Linked DNA regions of Sus scrofa: region 1 is linked to region 2. The links are chromatin contacts, called in public HiChIP or PLAC-seq maps. All regions are on one chromosome and are shown on one strand. Each heading gives the region's core, a stretch centred on a gene start, on an enhancer-like site or on the middle of the called end of the contact. The rest is flanking DNA. Distances are from core to core; before and after follow the strand shown. Region 1 has its middle 150 kb from the start of NR3C1. Region 2 has its middle 20 kb from the start of NR3C1.

What was found. HiChIP or PLAC-seq counts read pairs in DNA pulled down with a chosen protein or histone mark.
Region 1: an H3K27ac HiChIP or PLAC-seq map of alveolar macrophages shows a contact between it and region 2, with 2.4 times the contacts expected there. The contact joins two enhancer-like sites. A contact is called at or near these places in 2 of 2 datasets of contacts at active chromatin or transcription factors (alveolar macrophages and skeletal muscle).

What each region holds. Positions count from the first base shown.
Region 1 is chr2:145,076,469-145,083,629 of Sscrofa11.1, forward strand. No RefSeq gene overlaps it. Among named protein-coding and RNA genes, the nearest start is that of NR3C1, 150 kb to the left of the region's middle. Within about 2 kb of position 5,678, at least 2 of the 83 cell types and tissues checked have an H3K27ac peak or open chromatin away from gene starts, as enhancers often do. A contact at or near this core is called in alveolar macrophages, where this site is marked.
Region 2 is chr2:144,946,877-144,953,274 of Sscrofa11.1, forward strand. It overlaps a transcript of NR3C1 not described here. Among named protein-coding and RNA genes, the nearest start is that of NR3C1, 20 kb to the left of the region's middle. Within about 2 kb of position 4,870, at least 3 of the 83 cell types and tissues checked have an H3K27ac peak or open chromatin away from gene starts, as enhancers often do. A contact at or near this core is called in alveolar macrophages, where this site is marked.

The DNA of each region.
Region 1 (7,161 bases), core at 4,428-6,927, 130 kb after region 2:
TACACAGAACTATACACCATAACTGTATAAAATACAGCGGGTTAATAGGTTATCCCAGTCAATCCCTATGGCAACCACATGAATCAGGGGCTGTTATTGTGCCCATTTTGTAGATTAGGAAACCTAAGCCAGAGGGGTTGAGTGTCTTGTCCAAGGTCATTGAGTTGGGAGTTGAGAGAGCTGTGCTTGCAGACTCTTCCTTGACATTCTTGTATGTCCATATAATAGTGGAGAGGGCACGTCTGCCATGTGCCATGTTCTCCTCTTTTTGAAGATGAGAATGGAAATGAATGGAAATCGTTTTTTCTGTAGTTTGTAGCCAATCCCAAATTAATTCACTTCGGGATCCTATGGTCTCTTTGTCAGTGTCAAGAAACAGTATTGAAGCACTCAGAATTATTTCAGTATGACTGAAAGTCAAAGAGGAGGGTGAAGAAGGTATCACACACACATACAAACATATCTCTCTCTACATATGTACACAAACATATCTCTCTATATAAACACAAACATCTCTCTTTCTGTATATATTCACATACATGTTATATGTATTTAGTCTTTAGGCGCTTCCCTAGAGGGCTGAAGACATTTAATTGAAAGGGGAGGATGGTAAAAATCCTTCTCTGTACAAACTCTCTGCCTCTCTCTCACTGGTTTTAAAATATATGTGGACTAGCTGAACCCATTTTGCGTCTGTTCAAGTACTAGATTCAATCTGTTTTACCTGACAGCTTTTCCAAAGAAAATAGCCTCACTGGATCATCAGGACCCACACACGACACGCGTAAAAGACCAACTGTAAGTAAGGTATCACTCACAACAAAATACAATCAAAGGTTTTTTTCCCCCCAAAAGCATATTTTAGAGGCCTTAACTGAAACATACACTGACTAATAAAATCCATACTTGAATGGAGAGTAAAGGTGGTAAAAAGACAGATAGAACAAACAGCTGTTGTCCCAAGAATTCAACTGCAAATTAAAAGAAAAAATACACGAATGAGACATAATCACACAAGTTTTGCACAGCAAAAGGAAACCATAAAATAAAAATGAACTATGGAATGGGAGAAAAAAGTTGCAAATGATGCAATGGACAAGGGCTTAATCTCCAAAATATATAAACAACTCATACAACTCAACAGCAAAAAAACAAGCAACCCAATGGAAAAATGGGCAAAGACCTAAACAGACATTTCTCCAAAGACATGCAGATAGCCAACAGGCACCTGAAAAAAAAAATGTTCAACATCACTAATTATTGGGGAAATGCAAATCAAAACTACAATGAGGTATGACCTCACACTGGTCAGAATGGCCATCATTAATAAGTTTACAAATCACAGATGCTGGAAGAGTGTAGAGAAAAGGGAATCTTCCTTCTCTGTTGGTGGGAATTTAAATTGGTACAACCACTGTGGAAAACAGTATGGAGGTTCCTCAGAAAACTAAATATAGAACTACCACATGATCCAGCAACTCTACTCCTGGACATATATCCAGACAAAACTTTCATTCAAAAAGGTACATGCATCCCTATTTTGGAGTTCCTGTTTTGACTCAGCGGTAATAAATCCAGCTAGGATCCCTGAGGATGCAGGTTCCATCCTGCTGGCCTTGCTCTGTGGGTTAAGGATCTGGCATTGCTGTGAGCTGTGGTGTACGCTGCAGACATGGCTCGGATCCTGCATTGCTGTGGTGGTGGCGTAGGCTGGCAGCTGTAGCTCTGATTTGACCCCTAGCCTGGGAACTTCCACATGCCCTGGGTGAGGCCCTAAAAAAAGCAAAGCAGAGCAAAACAAAACAAAAAGATACATGTACCCCTATGTTCACTGCAGCAAAATTCACAATAACCAAGACATGGAAACAAACTAAATTTCCATAGACAAATGAGTAGACTAAGAAGATGTGGTACATGTATACAATGGGATACTACTCAGCCATAAAAATAACAAGATAATGCCATTTGTAGCAACATGGATGGAACCAGAGATTCTCATACTAAGTGAAGTAAGTCAGAAAGAGAAAGGCAAATGCCTTATATCACTTATATGTGGAATCTAAAACATGGCACAAATGAACCTATTTACAGAACAGAAACAAACTGATGGGCATGGAAAAGAGACTTGGGGATGTCAAGTGGGAGGGGGAAGGAGTGGGAGGGGGAAGGAGTGGGATGGACTGGAGATTGGGGTGAGTAGATGCAAACTATTGCATTTGGAGTGGATAAGCAATGAGGTCCTGCGGTATAGCACAGGAAATTATATCTAATCACTTGTGATGGAACATGATGGAAGATATTATGAGAAAATATTTATGTATAACTGGATCACTTTCCTGTACAGCAGAAATTGACAGATCATTGTAAACTAACTATAATGAAATTTTTTTAAAAAAATGCACCCATCTGATTAACTATGTTAAAATGTCCCTTTATATAAAATATATTGGTTTAAACCCAAGAAGGCCAAATAGTCCCTATTAATTATTACTACTTACAAACTAGTGAAAATGCTCAGGGAGATTCAGGGCCACATACAGGCTATGGTTCCCTCCTTGAAGAGCTCTACTTGTTCACAGATAGATTTAGAGTCTGAGAACGCAAGTCTGCTTGAGAATTTACCAAAATCCACTTCCCAATGGGGCATGGGTGTTTGAAAATACCTTCTGAAATTAGGTAAATTTTATGGATTCATTTCAGTGTGCACATGAGAAACAGGATAAGTTTCTGATTATATAAAAGCAATATCCCATCTGTGTAAAAGATTCAGACTATAGCAAAAAGAACATGGAATGAATTAAAACATAGAAACTACCTTTAATCCTACTCTTGGAGATAATTTATAACATTTTGCTATATTTCCATTCACCATAATAATACGTTTTTATGATCAGTTATAGTCTAATAATTTTGAAGACTTGTTTAGAATGGATAAATTCCTAGATAAATGATGAAATCCAAAACTTGTATAGCAAAGAAATAGAGAATTTGACTACATCAGTGTGTACTGAATGATTTGAAAAGATAAAGAAAGACTTGTTTTTCTCAAAAAACTTCAGGCCCAGATGGTTTTAGTGGAAAGTTCTACCAAACTTTTCAGGAATATTCATTTGAACCTCACACAAGTTTTTAGCAAGTAGAAAACAGAAAAATCTACATATATCACCTTATGAAGCTAGCAAAACCTTAGTCCAAAGTTAGATAAGGAAAATACATAAAAATAGACTAATTTTACTTATTAACATAGATTCAAAAATCCTAGATAAAATATTAACTAATCTGACTGTAGATTTAAAAATAATACATTAAGATAAATACAGCTTATATCAGGCATACAAGATGTCTCAACAGAGGAAATTCATATATATATAGGAATTAACATATATAGGTTAGTATGTTAACATTCTAATTGAGAAAATTATATGATGATATCAATCATGATAAAAACACATTTGATAATATTCTATTCAGATTTTTGATTAAAACTCTTACACTAGGAATAGCAGAGAATTTCTTAACTTGATAAAGGTTATTTATTCTAAAAACCTATAGTAAGTATTATACTAAATGGAGAAACTTGAGATTCATTCTCTTTAAGATAAAAGTAAGACAAAGATGGTTACTATTATCACTAGAAGTTGGCTAAAAAAAAAGAAGCTGGAATTTCTGTCATGGCTCAGCGGATAATGAACTTGACCAGTGTCCATGAGGATGCAGGTTCAATCTCTGGTCTTGCTCAGTGGTTAAGGATCCGGTATTGCCGTGAGCTGCGGTATAGTTCACAGATGTGGCTTGGATCCCACATTGCTGTGGCTGTGGCATAGGCCAGAAGCTGCAGCTCCGACTCAACCTGTAACCTGGGAACTTCCTTATGCCTCAGATGTGGTCCTAAAAAGCAAAAAGCAGAAAAAAGCTAAAGAAAACACAAAGAAATAATAACAATGAGGATTAGAAGGGGTGGTAGATTATACTCTGGTTCACAATTATTTTTTTTTTTTATTATTTGTCTTTTTAGGGCTGCACCTGTGGCATATGGAGGTTCCCAGGCTAGGGGTCGAATTGGAGCTACAGCTGCCAGCCTACACCACAGCCACAGCAATGCCAGATCCAAGCCACATCTGCGGCCTACACCACAGCTCACGGCAATGCCAGATCCTTAGCCCACTGAGCGAGGCCAGGGATCAAACCCGCCACCTCATGGTTCCCAGTTGGCTTCGTTTCCACTGTGCCACGATGGGAACTCCAGTTTCACATTTATTACCCACTTCCCTGCAAGGGAAGGCACACTTGCCTGGCCACTGCCATGTAGTTTGCAGAGCTTAAAACCCTGTTGTCATCAGGCTTTACCATGGGATTTGTTTTTGCCAATGAATGTGAATGGATTTGATGCTGCGCCAGTTCTCAGCAGAAGCTTTGAGCCACTGTGTGGATTAGCTGGCTGCCTAGTGCTTTTTCTCTGGTATAGGATGGAATGTCCCTGATTAAGGCAGAGCTGAAGACAACATATATTCAACATGTTACATGAGTGAGAAATAAGGTTTTACTGTTATTAGTCATTGAGCTTTGGGGATTGTTCGGTAGCATAACTTAGTGAGAGCTGACTAATAGAGAAGGTAAGAGATAAAATTATCTTCCTTTGCATATGATATGATCATTCATCTAGAAAACCCAACAGATTCAAAAGACAGACTAATAGAACCAGTAAGAGAAAGAACTGAGATCTTTGACTATGAGATCAATTTTTTTTTAGAAGTAGCAACTGCCATTCAGAAGACATAATAAATAATAATACATCATTCGCACTATCAAGAAATTAAACATGTAAGAGTTAATTAATTATCCTAATCAATAATGTATAAGATATCTACAGAGAAAACGGAAAACTTTAAAATATTGATAAGGGACATAAAAGATGATCTGAATAAATGAAGAAAATTCTATGCTTTTGGATGAGCCAACTGAATATTATACTAGGAAGGCATCAATTCTCCCACTTAATTGATAAAGTCAAGGCAACTCCAACAAAAATTCTTCTTAGACTTTTTTGAGGAATGTGATAACAACTTGCTTTAAAATTCTTTTTGGGGAATAAGAGTTTATGAATGGCTAAGTCAAGTTTAAAAAATAAATAGAAAGGGAGCTTGTCCTTCTAGATATAGAAACATATAACAAAGCCATAGTAACAAAAACAGTGATGCATTGGTGAAAAAACCAAACAAACAATAAAGCAGATAAATAGGCCTATGAAATAGGACAGAGAATTCAGATACAGATCCATATGTGTATGTGGAAACCAAAATATGATGAAGAGGATATTACAAATAGTACCTAGCAGCTTACTTTAGGAAAACTGGCTCACTATAGAGGCAGAAATAAAACTGGATCTTTGCCTCATATATCATACAAATGTGAACTCCACATGGATTAAAGACTTAAGAGAAAAAAGTACAACCATAAAGTTAATGGAGCACAATGTAGGAGGATATCTTGGTGACTCAAGGGCAGGGAAAATCTTTTCAAGCAAAATTTCAAATGCAAAAATCTTAAGGCAAAGTACTGATGACTCTGAGTTTATCTACGTTAAGGCTTCCTGTTCAAAGAGGTCACCATGGACACATCTATTACACAGAAGGAAATAGGAGAAAAATACTCAAAATGTCAAAACCCCACTGCATGAATAACACAAGTAACTTCTGCAAACCAAAAAAGGGCAGCAACCCCAATAGGAAAGTAGTCAAAGGATACAGGAAGGCCATTTACAGAAGAGGAAACTTGAATTATGACTACACATGTGAAGAGAAGTAATGCTTCAAATTATTAGTAATCTGAGAAATTTTAAAGAGAATGTACTGGATCTATAGATGACTTTGGGTAGTATGGACATTTCTTTTTCGGCCGCCCCATGGCATGTGGGGCTCCAGGGCCAGGGGTCAGATCCAAGCCAGAGCTGCGATCTGTAACACAGTTGCAGCAACATTAGATCCTCAACCCACTGTGCCGGTCGAACCTGTGTCCCAGTGCTCCACAGATGCCACCAAACCTGTTGTGCCACAGAGGGAACTCCATTATGGACATTTTAACAATAATAATTCTTCTGCTCCACAGACATGAAATAACTTTCCATTTGTTTGCATATTCTTCAATTTCTTTCATCAACGTCTCATAGTTTTCATTGTACAGACCTTTCGCTTTCTTGGTTAAAAATTATTCTTAAGTATTTTATTAATTTTGATGCTATTGTGAATGTGGTTATCATATTTGTTTTACTTTGTATTTCATTATTAATATATAAAAATGCAACTTATTTGTGTATGTTCATTTTATATTCCATAACTTTACTAAATTCATTGCTTAATTTCAACAATTTTTTGGTTGAGTCTTCAGAATTTTCTATATTTGATTGTACGGTATGCAACTAAAGACAATTGTACTTCTTCCTTTCCAAGTGGATGCCTTTTATTTCTTTTTCTTGACTGATTGCCCTAAAACTCCATTACTATGTTGATTAAGAAAAGGTGATAGTGGGAATCCTTGCCTGTTCCCTATCTTAAAAGAAAATGCTTTCAACCTTTCATCAATAAGTATGATATTAGCTGTGAGTTTGTGATATATGGCCTCTATTATGTTGGAGTATATTCTTTCTGTACTCAATTTGTGGAGAAAAAGAAAGCTGGAGGCATCACATTTCCTGATTTCAAACTATACTGCAAAGCCACTGCAATCAAAACACTGTGGTATTGGTATAAAAATAGATGCGCAGAACAAAATCATAGGACCTCCAAATAAACCCCCTCATAGATGGTCAACTAAATTTGAAGGGGATAAAGGAAAACTCAATGGGGAAAGGACAGTCTCTTCAAAAGTGATGTTGGGAAAACTGAATAACCACATGCAGAAAAAGAAATTAAACTCCTTACACGCTCATCAAAATTAACTCAAAATTAATTAAAGACTTAAATATAAGACCTGAAGATATAAGCTCCTAGAGGAAAACATAGGGTAAAAAGTGATTTTTTTGGATATTACACCAAAAGTACAGACAATAAAAGCAAAAATTGACAAGTAGGACTGCATCACACTTAAAAGCTTCTCTACAGAAAATAAAACAATCAACAAAATAAACAGGAAACTTATAGAATGGGAGAAAATATTTGTAACACA
Region 2 (6,398 bases), core at 3,620-6,119:
GCACACAACTGCCTGGGTTTGAATTTGATTCTGCCATTCGTTACTACAAGACCTTGACAAGCTCTGTCACCTCTGTGTGCCACAGAGTCCTCACCTGTGAAATGAGAGAAGACAACACACCAGCCTCATAGGAGTGCTGTGAGAATGGAGTTCTTACATACAAAGCCTCTAGAGCGTAGCCTGGCACAGGGTGAGCAGTAAAGAATGTTAGCTCTTCCTCTTACTATTTGTTTTTATATGTCCTTATTTGTCCATATGGCTCATTCATTTGCTCATAGGATGCTCTGAAATCCTATGATTTTAGGTATGATAAGAACTTGGGAGAAAGTACATGTCACTGCAGGATATGCCACACATTCACAGCCAGGGCCAGCTGGGTGCCAAGGTAGGGAGTGGGTGACGCGTGTTCATTGCTTGGTCTCTTCTACTTCTTGGTTAGACGACCCAGAACTGGCTTTTTCTTTCCCCTTCATCTTTGCTAGTACCCAGTTTTCTCTTACTTTTCCTGGCTTTCCTCCCAAGTGTGACATCTCAAAAAAACCCTCCCAGCTTTGACCCTCCAAGAGTGTTTTATTTGGCCATTCCTTACAACACGGGTTTCCAACTGAGCTCTCCACCGAATCATCTGGGAATTTTTCCCAGATATCTGGGCACCGCCTCAAACCCATGGAACCAATCTCTTAGGGCAGAGCCGAAGCATCTTTATTTTAGTCTTTATTTGAGAGGCATTATGGCATAGTATTTAAGAACATGACCAAGGAGCCAGACTACCTAGGCTACTTGCTCGTCGTATGACTTTGGGCAGTCGTTGCACTCTGTGGGCTCATGTTCTCATCTGCAGAGTAGATATTATAAGGCTTCTTATCTCAGAGAGTTGCTGTGAGAATACATGAGCTAATTCCTCTTAAAACAATACCTGGGGCATTATAAACATTTAGTAAGTGTCAGCTTTCTTTTCTTTTTCTCTGTTGTTTTCACTTCCATTTTTATCTTCTCAAGTAGCCTCCCTTCTTTCCCTGTTGTCTTCTCTCCTTAAACACACACTGGCCATGTACTCAGGACATAACTTTGGGGATCCAGAGACAAACTGGAAATAATTCTAGTCCTTTATGAAATTGTAGTCTCATGGAGGAGCTAGATATACAAATAAATAAATACAATAAAGTGCTTCAGGTGCTCTGATATATAAACAGTGTATGAACGAAGAATTCATTGGTTTTCTTAGAAAGGAGAAGGGATTGAGGAAAGGCTCGAAAGAAGAAGTGACTCTGGCATTCAGAGTAGGATGGAGATCAAAGCAATCCGATCTAGGCCATAAACATTTTTCAAAGTTGTGCAGGCCAACCATGGGTCACAGTGCCTTCTTTCTTCTTCTTTTTTTTTTTTTTTCTCTTTTTTTAGGGCTGCACCTGCAGCAGCAGATGGAGGTTCCCAGGTAGGGGTTGAATCAAAGCTGTAGCTGCCAGCCTAAACGTCCATCAACTGATGAACAGATAAACAAAATGTGGTATATCCTTACAGGAGAATTTTAATCAGCATAAAAAGGAATATAATACTGACTGGTACCACAACAACACATTATGTTAAGTGAAAGAAGACAGATGCAAAACATCACATATTCCATGACTCCATTTATCCTAAATGTTCAGAACAGGCAAGTCATAGAGATAGAAAGTTGATTGGTGCTTGCCTGGTGGGTGGGGGCTGGGAGGGGTGTGTTGGGGAGAAGGGGTTGGGGATGACTGCTAATAGGAACAGGTTTTTACTGTTGGAGTGATGGAAGTGCTCTGAAATTAGATAGTGAGGATGGCTGTACAAAATTAAGCATATACTAAAACCCATTGAATTGTATATTTTATTTATTTATTTATTTATTTTTGTCTTTTTGCCTTTTCTAGGGCCGCTCTCCCAGCATATGGAGGTTCCCAGGCTAGGGGTCTAATTGGATCTGTAGCCATGGGCCTACGCCAGAGCCACAGCAACGAGGGATCTGAGCCGCATCTGCGACCTACACCACAGCTCACGGCAACGCTGGATCCTTAACCCACTGAGCGAGGCCAGGGACCGAACCCGAAACCTCATGGTTCCTAGTTGGATTCGTTAACCACTGCGCCACGACGGGAACTCCTGAATTGTATATTTTAAAGTGGTGAAGTTTGTTATGTGATGTTTATGTCACGTGTAATAACAAAAGAGAAAAAATTACTAAAAGCCAACAACATATGCTTCCTATTGTCTTTGGAATGTTGATATATGGATACAAATCAGCTAAAATAATAAAGCACAGGAGTTATCCCATTAATATTTGTTCTGTAAAAACACACGTGCTGCAGTTTAGGTGAGAAGTCAAAGTTCACGTAGATTACGATCAAGAGCAGTTAGGGATCAAGGGAGAGCTAAGTGGAAAGGACTTGACTGTTACGACTCTGGCTAATTTTAAACTCCCACATGAAAACTCATCTGCTCATTGGAGCAGCACTTGGAAAAAACAAGGCTTGTTAAAACGTTGGGGTACGCTAATTCGTGGGTCAAATCCTGCCTCCAAGGAACAAGTTCGTCATTTTGAGAGATGGACAGGCTCTTGCGGTGCCCTCAGCAGCTGTGATCTGGGCTACCTGTGGAGCTCCCGTGTACTCCTGCCTTTCCCGGTGAAGACCCACCACCACTACCTCACTTGTTGGGTGGGTGGAGCATCCATGCTAGCGAGTGTAGGATTTGACTTGTTTGTGGGGATGGAATGCATACCTCACACGGGCCCTGTCTCGTTACCAGAGCAGGTCTTTCCCTTCATTTCTGCGTTCTCTGCAGGAGATCAGGCGTTAAGACGCTCACCTCGGTGAGCTCTGGAGCACACCTTGCCAAGTGTCGTATTTCTTACCCTCGAGGAAGAGCCTTGGTCTGCAGTGTTGGCTTTTCATTATTTAGTGGGACACACTGTGTTCTTACTGACCAGTCCATGCCGGATATGGCTTCTCTCTCCCCCCTTTCTTCCCGTCTTCCTCCCTTCTTTCCTTTCCGTTTTTCTTTCTTTTATTTCCTCATCCCCTCTCCCTCCCCCTCCTCCTTCTTCAACAGTGAGGATATAAATAAGCCCTCTGCATCTTACTAGGTGGCGATGACTAATCCACCTTGGGACGGCCCTGATGGCGGGGTGGGGTGGAACGAATTACTCTCATAGTTTGACTATGAAATTCACATAAAATAGATGCAAAGTCATCTAAAGGGGCAGAACGGCCGCGAAGGCTAGATACAGAAGGAAAAAGAAGTTGGCAAAACAAAACTCAGCCGTGCTTTCTCAGGCTCCATCCAGGAGAGAACAGGATGTGGGGATTCCTGTCCCCAGGGTAGGAGGCCATGGTCAGTGTGGAGGTGGGCAGAGGGTGGTGACCAAAGGACTTGCTGAGCTGAGGACCGGCTGGCATTATCACTCTTCGGTGAATCGGGTGCACCTTAAAATTGGAGTTCCTGCCTTTCTTCCCCTCATGGATTCAGCGTCCACCCCCAGCCTTCAGAGCACATCTGCCTTCTGTAGGACACCGAGCTGCAGCAGCCAAGAGCCCAGGCTCTGATTTATACCACATGATTCAGTGCCCAGCAATACCACTCACCAGATCTGTCATCTCACAACTTACTCTCTGACTTTCTCCGTAAGGGGGTTTAACCACAGTTCCTACCTGATAGGCGTGTGGTGAGGATTACACGAGGTTATCACGTTAAGGGCCTCGCGCTCTGCTCAGCACGCTGTTAACAAATGCCAACCATGACGATGCTGGCTCCTGTTGTGTTCTTGCAGCGCAGGCGTGTCAGTGGGGCGATTGTTTTTCACTGAGAGTTGCTAAGCTGGGCTTCTGACTTACTATGTTAATCTCTTGAATTTAGTGTAAATCTGACAGGAGGAGAGGGGTGTGGACTGAGATCTGGGGTTCCAACTCTGCCTGCAGATTAGCACTAAGGCTGAGGTTATCAGTGGGGCTTCAAGAGGTGCCTCGGCATCTGGCTGCTGAAGATACTCTCTTAGGTAGAAGCTTGCTTTGAATTTCCCCAGGAGGAGATGCCACAGAGGAAGGAATAAAGTGGGACCAGGGGTTCACATGGTGCTAAAAAGCTGAAATACTGGTTGAATGAGGGCTGGGTTTACATACACCAGGTCATACCCTTTGCAAAGCCCTCTGAAAGACTTTCCTCCTGCTCTTCAGGTGAAAAGCAGACTTCACGCTAAGGTCCACAGGGTCCTTCCTATCCAGCAATTTCTGCCCTTCTGACAATGTGACCCAACTCTTCCTTGCTTGCCAAGCTCTAATCCAGGGGCTGGCAAAGGACAGCAAGTTTCTGTAAGGTTGTACTGGGGAACAGCACATGCGTTTGTTTGCATATTGCCTACGGTGGCTTTTGTGCAGCAGTGGCAGAGGTGGGTGGTTGAGACGGAGACTACACAGCCCACAAGATCACACAGTAACAGCTGACTGCAGGGGACCTGGGACATGATTAGCACATGGCCCCCACTAGGTCCCTGGGACTCACTGCACAGCTGATAACCTCTGGCGCACATTTTGAAAAACACTGACTTTACTCATTTGACTGGCATTTTGAAGAAAGTGACTCTGGTATCTTGATAACATTTGTAACTACCTGACGTAGCCATCCTCCCACCACCAGTGCTTCAAGAACATTCAACAGGAGGTCAATGACCTTCCAGTTTCACGCTGTCTAAATTCACTGCCTAATAATAAGGAATAACAATAATAATAATAATAATAGTAGTAACCAATGTATATGATATGCTTCAAGTGCATGACCTAACCTAATCCTTACCTATGAGGTAAGTGCTTTTGCTGTCCATTTTACAGAAGAGGAAGTGGAGGAAAAGAGAAGTTAAGTAACTTGTCTAAGTTGCATAATAATTAGTGATGAACGGTGGATCGAGACAGCAAAACCAGCTTTCTGAGGCGGAGCACCAATGAATTTGCTGTAGCTCTATTAGCACGTCGTCTGCTTAAACTAATACCGCATCCTTGTATAGTAGTTTACAGTTTACAAAAAGATGAGATTGTTCTAGTTTTCCAGATAAGGAAACTGAAGCGGGAAAGGTACATGATGTGACCAGGTTATGCATCCACTTCAACTGAGAGGAACATTAGGAACTGGGTGTCTGGATCCCCCCCCATCAGAAAGAGAAGCAAAAGTTGACCTATGAGCAGCCACCTGCTCTCTAGCCCCACCACACGCCTAGAACCCAGGTACCACAGGACCACCGGCTGTCTGCATGGCCTCATATCCCCAAATGCCAAATACATATCCCTTGAGAAAGAAGTTATGCTCCTAAGAATATGCCCTACCTCCCTAGGGATAAGAGAGGAGGCACTGTGTGCTAATAACAAACTGGAAAGTGACCTCATATCAACCAATGGGAAGACTGTTCAATCAATTCTGTTGCACCCACAAGATGGAATGCTGCTATGCAAAATCATCATTTCCTAATCGCCTGAGTAAATGCTCACAATAAAATAATAAGTGTGTGTGCACTTATTATACTTACTGAAAATACATACTTATTTATATATGAGTTTGTGTAGGTTGTGTGTATACAAAACACAGACAATACTACTATCTTTTTAAAATATACCTTTATGTATTTCACGCCTTTATATTAGATTATGTTTTCTAAAATGAAATGAGTTTATGTTACATAACTTCACAGGAAGTGGATTAAACTATCACCCACGGTTCCCTTTCAGAAGTGGATGGTAGACCGTTGATTATTTCCTTTAATATATCTTCCCGTACTTTTCTACTTCCTCCAATAAGTATTACTTCTAGAAGGAGAAACGTTTCACAGTGCATGTTATCTTGAGGAAAGATGTTGGTAGCCCATGTTTCACAGCCTGTCTCCTCAGCAAGGTCCTACCCTGTTTGGGAGTGTTGAGCATTTACATGCAACCACTAAAAACACCTCCCCATTTTGAACTTGTAAATAATTCTGATTTTCATTTAGGAACTCCCAGTTCACCGCTGGTATCAGCTAAATATGTGAATTCAACCATTTACAATGTTGCTTGAGCAGAGATGTGGGGAGGAGAGATGAGGTTTTAGTCTTTGGAGCTTCATGGGAGGTACTGTTTCTTGTCTCTTCAGGGCAGAAAAGGGAAGAGGTTCAGATGTGGCTTAGATCAAGAGAGTCCAGGACTGACTGGGTGTAAACAGTGGTTCTGGAGCTTGAGGGAGGAAGGTAGAGCACTCCCTTTCCCAATGCACTCATTTGTCTCTACTGATTTTCAACAGGAGGGCTTAGGAACCTCCAGAGCAAAGACCGGAACCCTGGCTATCCATGCACTGCAAACCGGAGCCTGCACAATGAGCCTGCTCCCTGATGGAGGTGGATGGTAGAGGGGCGGGTGTCT